Regions from separate parts of the Ovis aries genome. Here all the other regions are linked to region 1. A link is a contact called in public Hi-C data. All regions are on one chromosome and are shown on one strand. The core of a region is the stretch at or near the end of the contact, and the rest is flanking DNA. Distances in the headings are between cores, read along the strand shown. Region 1 has its middle 140 kb from the start of GK2. Region 2 has its middle 27 kb from the start of PRDM8. Region 3 has its middle 24 kb from the start of PAQR3.

The links. Hi-C and Micro-C count contacts between places; a contact is called where the count stands out from the background.
Region 2: a contact with region 1 is called in a Hi-C map of tail adipose tissue, with 7 times the contacts expected there. The contact joins two enhancer-like sites. A contact is called at or near these places in 3 of 16 Hi-C or Micro-C datasets (omental adipose tissue and tail adipose tissue).
Region 3: a contact with region 1 is called in a Hi-C map of tail adipose tissue, with 7 times the contacts expected there. The contact joins two enhancer-like sites. A contact is called at or near these places in 7 of 16 Hi-C or Micro-C datasets (liver, mesenteric adipose tissue, muscle and 3 more).

What each region holds. Positions count from the first base shown.
Region 1 is chr6:94,989,466-94,992,845 of ARS-UI_Ramb_v3.0, forward strand. No RefSeq gene overlaps it. Among named protein-coding and RNA genes, the nearest start is that of GK2, 140 kb to the left of the region's middle. Within about 2 kb of position 1,651, at least 3 of the 54 cell types and tissues checked have an H3K27ac peak or open chromatin away from gene starts, as enhancers often do. A contact at or near this core is called in tail adipose tissue, where this site is marked.
Region 2 is chr6:95,610,986-95,614,365 of ARS-UI_Ramb_v3.0, forward strand. No RefSeq gene overlaps it. Among named protein-coding and RNA genes, the nearest start is that of PRDM8, 27 kb to the left of the region's middle. Within about 2 kb of position 1,571, at least 3 of the 54 cell types and tissues checked have an H3K27ac peak or open chromatin away from gene starts, as enhancers often do. A contact at or near this core is called in tail adipose tissue, where this site is marked.
Region 3 is chr6:94,417,964-94,421,343 of ARS-UI_Ramb_v3.0, forward strand. No RefSeq gene overlaps it. Among named protein-coding and RNA genes, the nearest start is that of PAQR3, 24 kb to the left of the region's middle. Within about 2 kb of position 1,823, at least 8 of the 54 cell types and tissues checked have an H3K27ac peak or open chromatin away from gene starts, as enhancers often do. A contact at or near this core is called in tail adipose tissue, where this site is marked.

The sequences.
Region 1 (3,380 bases), core at 401-2,900:
GAAAATGGCATCATTGTTGTTGTTTAGTAGATAAGTCACGTCTGACTCTTTTGTGATTCCATGGACTGTAGCCCACCAGGCTCCTCTGTCCATGGGATTTCCCAGGCAAGAATACTGGAGTGGGTTGCCATTTCCATCTTCGGGGAATCTTCCCAGTCCAGGGATCCAACCTGTGTCTCACGCATTGGCAGGTGGATTCTTCACCACTGAGCCACCACAGAAACTGAAAATAGCATATGCATTTGCAAAATTCCCGAATAATATGAGACTATGTATCAATGCAAAATAAGAAGCTTATAACAATAGCTTTTCAAGAACAGCAAAGAAAGCTGAAGGTAAATGGAGGAGTCCTTTAAGAGCAAGATCCTGAAGTATGAGTGAAAATCAAGTGGTTGAAGAGGAGTTAGAATGAAGGAAATGTGAGAGGACCAGCATGAGCCAAGGCCCAGAGCAAGGACTTGGCATGCCTTACTGAGTAAACAAACATCCATCAGAACACAGGAGTGTGCAGTAGGGGACGGTGGTCATATAGAATGAGTGACTTTGAATGCCAAACAAAGAGCTTGGGCTTTGTTTAGAATTATATCTTGAGATTGGCCTCATCTCAGTCTGTAAAGTCATTATATTTTATCTCATGTTTTGTAAGCAGAGGCATACTCATCTAGCTATGAATCCTTGCTTTGCAAGGATAAATTTCTTATCTCATATTATAGGAATTGCAAAACAAGGACAGAATTTAGAGTTAAGAAGACCTGGATTTGAATTCTGGGACTGCCACTTACTAATGCTGAACCTTCATTTCTCCCTGAGGATAGTGTTACATGGCTACAGAGGCAGGGGAGGTACAGTAATTATGATTAGTCGTGTTTCTTCCTTCCCACTCCAGTTTTGTAATCAACTGATGGAGCAACACAGGCTTTAGAGATGAGGATCAAAATACGGGCTTCAGTGGCAGCCCATCTGAATAATCAAGCAAGGTTTAGATCTCTGGCACAATAGAAAGAAAGAAAGTGAAGTTGCTCAGTCATGTCTGACTCTTTGCGACCCTGTGGACTGTAGCCTGCCAGGCTCCTCTATCCATGGGATTTTCCAAGCAAGAATACTGGAGTGGTGGCCATTTCCTCCTCCAGGGGATCTTCCCAACCCTGGGATCGAACCCAGGTCTCCCACATTTCAGGCGAACTTCTTACTGTCTGAGCCACCAGGGAAGTCCTGACATAGTAGAGTTTCTACTAATCCTGAACAGAAGGGATGACAATATCCATTGATTATCAGAGATCTGACTGTTTTCATCAGTATGTGAGACAGATATCTTTGGAAACGACCGGAAATATTTAAGTGATGGGATAAAGCATTTCCCAGGTTTGACTTTGGCAAGAGTAATTGGAATAGAGGGCATGAAACAGCATATTACTATCAAAATGCCCCCATTTTTAAACTCCATGCTAGAGTGGCCAGTGGAAATATAAGACACCCCAAACAGCAAGTGAAATTATCACAGAGATTGATAGCCTGGGAGGGTCACAAAGGAGAGAGAAACAATCAGTTGTACTTGGAAGCAAGAATGAGCAGGAAAGGTTTAAAAGCCTGGGTGGTTCAACAAAGCAGGAGAAACGGTCTCTATTCTGTCTGTCTAAGAGCATGCAAGTGAATTCTTGGATCTGGCTGCTGAGAAAATATATGAGTCATAACCTAGGATCAGCTGGATATAAGAGGTTTCCACCAGCAGTCCATGAAAACCAATGCTTTTAAGCATCTATTGGGCCATGACAACAATCAGCAAGATGTTTAAACAGTTGATTCCATTGTCAGCACAGCCAGTTTTTAACTATATCACAAAAACTGGCCTGGGGATGCAGCCCGAGATTACTCCAACCCTGCCAGAAATTCCCTTTCTGTTACAAATTTCTGCCCCAGTGGGGTTTTCATAGTTTTGGCATTTTTGTTATGGATCAGTGAATCAGCTAGCCTACAGGCCAAGGAGAGAGAGAGAAAAAAATAAACCTCCTAAATAAAAGTCAACCCAGTTAGGATGTCTTCATCTATTTTTCAGTGGGAGAAAAATACAGCTGGGCTCAGGGACTTCTATCAAAAGCAAACATCACTAGTTGGACAGGTTTTTTGTTTTCCTGACTCTTAGGTTTTGGAGGGCATAATAAAGACACAGCCTCAGCAGCATCACTTAGAAGATTTAGTTAGTTTGCAAAGCTTGGGTAGTGACACTTCTGCAAAATGCACAAGCACATGAGCAAACAGAGATGTGTGAATTCAGGAAAGCAGCCAAATGCACATCAGAGCTGAGGAATGTCACAGTGAAATGAAGGAAACTTGTAAACACCTATCAGTATTTTTAGGTAGAGAAATGTTCTAACATATTGCCAGTGGGTGCTGCCTATGCGTTCCTTTCCCCAAGCTTTAAAATCAACTGATATTAAAGGTGATTTGAAAACAATGAAAAATGGCAGCTTTATTAATCTGGATGGTGTGTGTTAGAGAGTGTGTGTGTATGTATGCATGCGGGTGCACGACGTGTGACTGGCTGCATGGACAAGCTGCATTTGTAATGCGTGTCTTGTATAGACGAGGGCGCCCTCTACTGATTAGAAATGATATTAAAGGTAAACTAGCGAGTTTACCGAGTGTATCGCTTGTGTATCTTCCAAAAGGCCAGACATTTTGTTTACTTCTTTTTTAGACCATGAAAAATTTTTTTAAAGGAACCATAGATGCCAGTCATACAATTTAACTTTCTGTAAAAAGCCTTCAGCTGTTAATATTTAAAAGCACATCTATATTTACTCTTCAACCTTTTAATATAAAGGTGCTTTTGCCATAACACAATTAGACCACAAATGTCTGCATGACTCTAATGAAAATGTGTGACAGAGATCAAAAAAGCATTTGTCTGTTACAGTACTTTGGTTCACCAGACATTATTTTTCCCTGTTGGCTGTATTATTTGACACATTTTTCCCAAACAGGAAAGACAGTTTTCAGAGTGACAATTGGAACTAATTCTTATGAGCATATTTAAATGGACTATATTTTAATATACATAATTAAATCATATTACTCTGGCCAGCCTAGTTATACATTAAGATCCATATATAGTCAAATATAATATGGTTATATATTAATAGCTCTTTTTGTGTTTAGATATCTGATTTCTAATTTTGTGTTTTTGCAAAATATAGTTTAACCCTTCAATCATTTAAATCAATGAAAGAAAATGAAATATAGTCAGAAATACTGTTGAGTTATTTTCAACAAGTCTGGCCGAACAATATTATGGGATAGTCTTACCTCTGAAATGTTGATTACTAGATTGCTTATTATTAGATTGCTAATCACTCTGGCCTTTAACAAAGATTAACATTTTT
Region 2 (3,380 bases), core at 321-2,820, 620 kb after region 1:
AGATTCAATACCATAAAGTAATGGAAAGATTAGTGCCACCTAAGTCAGAAAGCTTGCTTGGAATTCTGTGGCCTTTCCATCTATGCATCTCAGTTTACTTTACTTGAGCTTGTGAATAATTCTACCTGGGAGCTTATCATATAGATGTGTCTTGAAAAGCAAATAAAATCATTCTCTGTAGAAGCTTTTCATACTATCACACGTGATAGACTTCCCAGTTGGTGAAAGAAGCGTACTTTTAGCCTCAAATTATCTTCCTCAGATGGTCAGGAACTTCTATAAGAAATCCTCAGGTACCTTCCTCTATAAGAAGTCTTTTGTGGCCTTGACTTTCTTTAATGATCTTTGCTCATTTTTGAGCAGAGGTGGGAGTAACAGCTAGTTTGATTTTGTGGATGTGTATTTAACTACTCAATGCTTCTTCCTTATGTCCTAAACTTACAGAAGGGTCACTGAAAAAATATTCAAGAAGTAAAATCAAGCAAGCTTACAGATCCATCCAGGGTATGTAGTTTTAATTGTCTTAGTCAGAATAATCTTAAATGGCAAGTATAATATGTTCCCAGTACTTACAAGTTACGTGTAAACAAAACACCAAGAGTGAAAACGGCTGTAAGAGGAGGGCTAGTTATCATTTCCCTTGCTGTAGAAAAGATGAGCAAAATGCAGAACAGTAGTCCATTTCTCTTCCTGAGTACCATGTAACAAATGGCATCTTGCTTAGAAAGATGTCTTAGTGCTTAATGAAGACAACTCTGGGTCTGCAGATCATGGAGATCCACGAATGATACTAATCCATGAGTCAATATCTTGGAGGGAAACTCTGACTCCAGCTCATGTTTTGGACTGATGCTGAAGCTGAAGCTCCAATACTTTGGCCACCTAATAAAAACAGCCGACTCATTGGATATGAGACCCTGATGCCGAGAAAGATTGAAGACAAGAGGAGAAGGGGATGACAGAGAATGAGATGGTTGGTTGGCATCACCAACTCAGTGGACATGAGTCTGAGCAAACTCTGGGAACTGGTGAAAGACAGAGAAGCCTGAAGTGCTGCAGTCCATGGGGTCGCAGAGGGTCGGACGTGACTTAGCAATTGAACAACTGACTCCAGCTTATGTTTTTCAGTGTTTTTAAATGTATTTTAAGCTAGCATGCATTATTTAATTGTGCATTTCCCCTCTGTTAAAATGGAGACTTGAAGGATGGATGCCTATGCTATCTTCTTTCTCAAATTCTCCAAGGAATAAATTTTTCAAGGAAATATTAAGAGCCTTTGTAAACCAAGAATAGGAATGAGATTTGGAAGGGAAAAAAACCACAAGAGAAGAGAGACTAACTCTATCAGATCTTTGGCCCTTCACTTCTTTTCAGATGTTTAGCCATTGATTCCAAATTTCTTTTGTCCCCATCATTTTTTTGTTTTTGCTTTTTTTTTTTTTTTTCTGAAGAAAGGCAGGGATGTGGGTTTTAGGGGAGAAATCCGGAAAACAGTCCCACGCTTGAGCAACATCCCAGAGTACATCAGCTGTGGGGGTTGGAATCTGGAAAAATGTAGTGTGATTATACTTTTCTTCAGGGATTCATCTCGATTGGGTGTGCCTGTGTTACACCATTGCTTGTAGAACTCAAAGTAGCTTTTTCTGTGTTTAGTAATTTTTTGGTGACGTGTGAAACTTAAAAAAAAAAAGAAGCATTTGATGACTTTTTCCCTCCAAAACAATTGAATTAAGATCTGTTTTTCCCTCTGGCCAGATTTTACTGGGTCTTTGTAAAAGGAAAACATAGCCAAACAGCGACACCCAGCCCTCAAAACGATGCAGATCACAGTTAGAAAAATCCAAGTATCCATAGGCTCCTCTAGGTTCAGAGGTTCCAGTGTAGGAGCCAAGTGAAGGTGGAGAAAAGAAAAGGAAAGGAATATCCCTGCAGGGTCTCTCCTAGAAAGAGGAGTCACTTAGACTTGTACATTAAAATATTTTGGAGAAAGTGTAAGTTAAACTGTTTACTTTAGCAGGGCTGGATAGGAGTCAATAGCGAATGCCATGAAGTTTATCTTTATGGACATATAATCTGCTCTCTGAATTCCATCTCAGAATGCTTCATCCTCAGTTGCTTCTGCCATTTGACTTTGTCAGATCTCCCTTAGTCCTTTCCCCTCCAGCAAAGAGATGGTACAGAAAATTCCCACCAGTATGAATCAGTATGAAGACAAAAAAGTTTGAATTTATTTGAAAGCATTTCTTTTACCCCATTTGCATTTTGGGTCTTAATTTCTAATTTTGGAACAACCTAAGGAAAGATGAGGCATTGGTATGTAGAGGTACTCCCCTTCTGGGGGTGATAATGCCTGAAACTGCTTTCAGATTAGAGATCTTTGATTTTGAGACTGCACTTGAAAGTGTTTATTAAGCCTCCAAACATGCCTAAACTTAAAAACCAGGGAGATATTTAGAAAACCTACCTTTCAAACATCTAACTCCATGCATAGTAAAGGGAACGGTAAAAAACTAACTCTGTGCATAGTAAAGGGAATGACATGGTATAAGACAAGTTTCATCAAGTTACATGATTGCCAGAAGCTCACATCTGAATTTCTTAAATCTTTCCAATAGTCAAAATACATCTTCTTTGGTATTAAGCCAATTTTATAACAGCTCAAAAACAGGGACTTGGGACTGCAGATAGCACAACTCTCTCTTTTTTAGGGGATGGTGGCTTTTCTTTGAACACACTGCAGAAGAAAAAATTTAAATTTTAATAAGTACAGTTTCAGAGTCTTTGTCATATCAACTGTTTATGACAGCCTACTCAGGGACCGATACTTTGGCCACCTGATGTGAAGAACAAACTCATTGGAAAAGACCCTGATTCTGAGAAAGATTGAAGGCGGAAGGAAAAGGGGATGACAGAGGATGAGATGGTTGGATGGCATCACTGACCTGATGGACGTGATGAGTTTGAGTAGGCGCCCAGAGTTGGTGATGGACAGGGATGCCTGGTATGCTGCATTCCACAGGGTCACAAAGCGTTGGACACGACTGAGAAACTGAACTGAACTGAACTGAACTGAACTCAGGGACCCAGGAGCATGGGCAACTGGAAAAATCATGTAAGGAAACTGAGAAAAAGGGGACCTCAGGTAACAACTTCTGTAATAACTTCAGACATTACAGAGACCCTAGCAGGAGTGATCTCATTAAATCACCTAGATAGCTGTGAAAAATGCAGATTCTCAAACTCATCTCTAGAAATTGGGTAGATTTCATGAGAAGGGGCTGCAGAGGATGAGATGTTTAGATAGCATCATCGACTCAATGGACATGAATTTGAGCAAACTCCGGGAGATAGTGGAGAACAGAGGGACCTCACCTGCTGCA
Region 3 (3,380 bases), core at 573-3,072, 570 kb before region 1:
GCCCATGTGTCTAGCACAGTTGTTTACGATAGCTGTTTGGAAAGAATGCCAGGGAAAGTTTTCTTCTGTATGATGTAGGAAGGTAGAAGCAGGGGTAAAAGGGACTGGTGGTTTAGATCACCTTGGCTTTTATTGGGAAGGCAACAACTTCTTGCCAGTATTCTAAAAAAATCACTACCATCTCACAAATGTTCTCTCTGGCTATTTTCATTGTGACTCCTCTGTAAACTATAATATTGGTAATTATTAAGTATTAGTTCAAGTGTTATCCTAATTCTAACTCTGAACCATTGTCATGTTAAATTAGAAGTTCATGTTTAACTATGTATATTAATAGAAACTATTTTGTTGGTATATATATTCATTGAATTATAAGATCATGTATAAGAGAAAGACTATAAATTGAATATTTAATTTTATATATGTTCAAATGGGCTATCCAGGTGGTGCAGTAGTAAAGAATCTGCCTGCTAATGCAGGAGATGTGGGTTCCATCCCTGGGTGAAGAAGATCCCCTGGAGTAAGAAATAGCAACCCACTCCAGTATTTTCCAGTAACCCACTGGAAAATTCCATAGACAGTGAAGCCTCGTGGGCTACAGTTCATGGGGTCGCACAGAGTTGGATGTGACTGAGCGTGCATGCATGCATATGTTCAAATATGGAAAAATAGATTAGTCTTTCTCCTATTGATTTTTTTTCTGTCTTAAAGGCAAAGTTGATTAGCTTAACTGTGGCCTGAATGAAAATGGCAGTGATCATCTTATCAATCTTTCTTCCTAGCTTTCTTTAAATGGACTTATGTACTTGGCATAGGATGACTGCTATTTGAAATGAACATCCTTCTGAGGCTTGTAAGGTGATTTGGGTTATAATGTTGGCTTAGTGACTTTAAAAAAAAAAAGAACTTTCAGATATAACTTCCCCTAACATCACTTCTTGGCAAATAGTGGGGAAACAATGGAAACAGTGACAGACTTTATTTTTTTGGGCTCCAAAATCACTGCAGATGGTGACTGCAGCCCTGAAATTAAAAGACACTTGCTTCTTGGAAGAAAAGCTATGACTAACCTTGATAGCACTTTAAAAAGCAGAGACATTACTGACAAAGGTCCATCTAGTCAAAGCTATAGTTTTTCCAGTAGTCATGTATGGATGTGAGAGTTGGACCATAAAGAAAGCTGAGTGCCGAAGAACTGATGCTTTTGAAGTGTGGTGTTGGAGAAGACTCTTGAGAGTCCCTTGGACAGCAAGGAGATCAAACTAGTCAATCCTAAAGGAAATCAGTCCTGAATATTCATTGAGGGGACTGATGCTGGAGCTGAAGCTCCAATGCTTTGGCCACCTGATGTGAAGAACTGACTCATTGGAAAAGGCTCTGATGCTGAGAAAGACTGAAGGCAGGAGGAGAATGGGACAACAGAAAATGAGATGGTTGGATGGCATCACCGACTCAATGGGCATGAGTTTACGCAAGCTCTGGGAGCTGGGATGGACAGGGAAGCCCAGTGTACTGCAGTCTATGGGGTTGCAAAGAGTCGGATACAACTGAGCGACTGAACTGAACTGAACTGAATAATTTTAAATTGATTCTTTGGAAAGAAAACTTTGTGCACGTTTTAACTTGCTGTTAGTTCATGCGGGCCTACATAATGATTTTTGTTTTTCAAGTAACACAGTGAGACTAATCCATACTTGCTTGCTGTGACTTCATTTCGATTTAACTGGGAGACCCACCTTTCTTCTTCTGTTCTGAGTAGGCAGCTGTGGATAGTTTCACAGGAAGCAAATCCCCAATAGGGAACTTTTTAGAGTTGTTGCCTTTGCGCTGTGTGCTCTCTGTGTTTTGATACACTGAGCAAGGAATGTTGATGAGACATGAGGCAGAACAGCTTGTTCCTCCACAGCTATTTTGACTTTGCAATGCTGGCAGTGGTAAAAAGAAAAAAAAAAAGTTGAGTGTGTTAACTAAGCAAACACATGGGGCTTGGAAGAAGGCTAGGGAACAGCTAGGCTATTCTTGGTATCGAGAACCCTATTGCTTAGGAACTTTGAATTCCAGTTCATGAATGCATCGTACGTGGAGTTCTGCATTTCTCTAGATGCCCTTTATCTCTGGGGGTGTTAATAAGAACAAATGGTCTGGTTAATGAAGCAAAATTCAAGTTGTGTTCAATAGTCAAATTTCAGTACCAAGAAGATGATGAAGCGATACCTCAAAGGATTCAGAATGTGAATATGGAAACCAAATTTGTTAAATACCCATGCTACTGTTGTTATTAATAAATACAGATTATCCTGAAGAAATAGGAAATATCAAAGATAGGGATTGGTTTGATTAGGGGCACTGCTAGGGATTTTAGAAGGGCAATGTGGATTATAAGTTTGGTTTTGTGAGTTATTGTCTCTGTTTATCATAGAAGCTACAGTGTGCTGGCTTTGAGCCAGGGCTTTAAGAGGCATGGCAAGCTTCCTTCTGCCTCTCTTAAGCACCTGCAATCTGCCATGAGAAGAACAGGTCATAGGTAGCAACAGCCCTTTGGCTTGGTCCATGAATCAGAGTGGCTCAGACAGTAAAGCGTCTGTCTACAATGCAGGAGATCTGGGTTCAATCCCTGTGTTGGGAAGATCCCCTGAAGAAGGAAATGGCAATCCACTCCAGTACTATTGCCTGGAAAATCCCATGAATGGAGGGGCCTGGTAGGCTACAGTCCATGGGGTTGCAAAGAGTCGGACACGACTGAGCGACTTCACTAAGAATCAGAGATGCAAGGAACCAGCCTGAATGTTGGCCAAGCTGAGCTTCCAGTTCCCAGTTTCAGTTCAGTCGTTCAGTCATGTCCGACTCTTTGTGACCCCATGAATCGCAGCACACCAGGCCTCCTTGTCCATCACTAACTCCCGGAGTTCACTCAAACTCATGTCCATCGAGTCGGTGATGCCATCCAGCCATCTCATCTTCTGTTGTCCCCTTTTCCTCCTGCCCCCAATCTCTCCCAGCATCAGGGTCTTTTCCAATGAGTCAATTCTTCACATGAGGTGGCCAAAGTATTGGAGTTTCAGCTTCAGCATCAGTCCTTCCAATGAACACCCCGGATTGATCTCCTTTAGAATGTTCTTTTTTTTTTTTTAATTTTAAAATCTTTAATTCTTACATGCATTCCCAAACATGAACCCCCCTCCCACCTCCCTCCCCATAACATCTTTCTGGGTCATCCCCATGCACCAGCCCCAAGCATGCTGCATCCTGCGTCAGACATAGACTGGCGATTCAATTCACATGATAGTATACATGTTAGAATGTCATTCTCCCAAATCATTGGATCTCCTTGCAGTCCAAGGGACTCTCAAGAGTCTTCTCCAACACCATGGTTCAAAAGT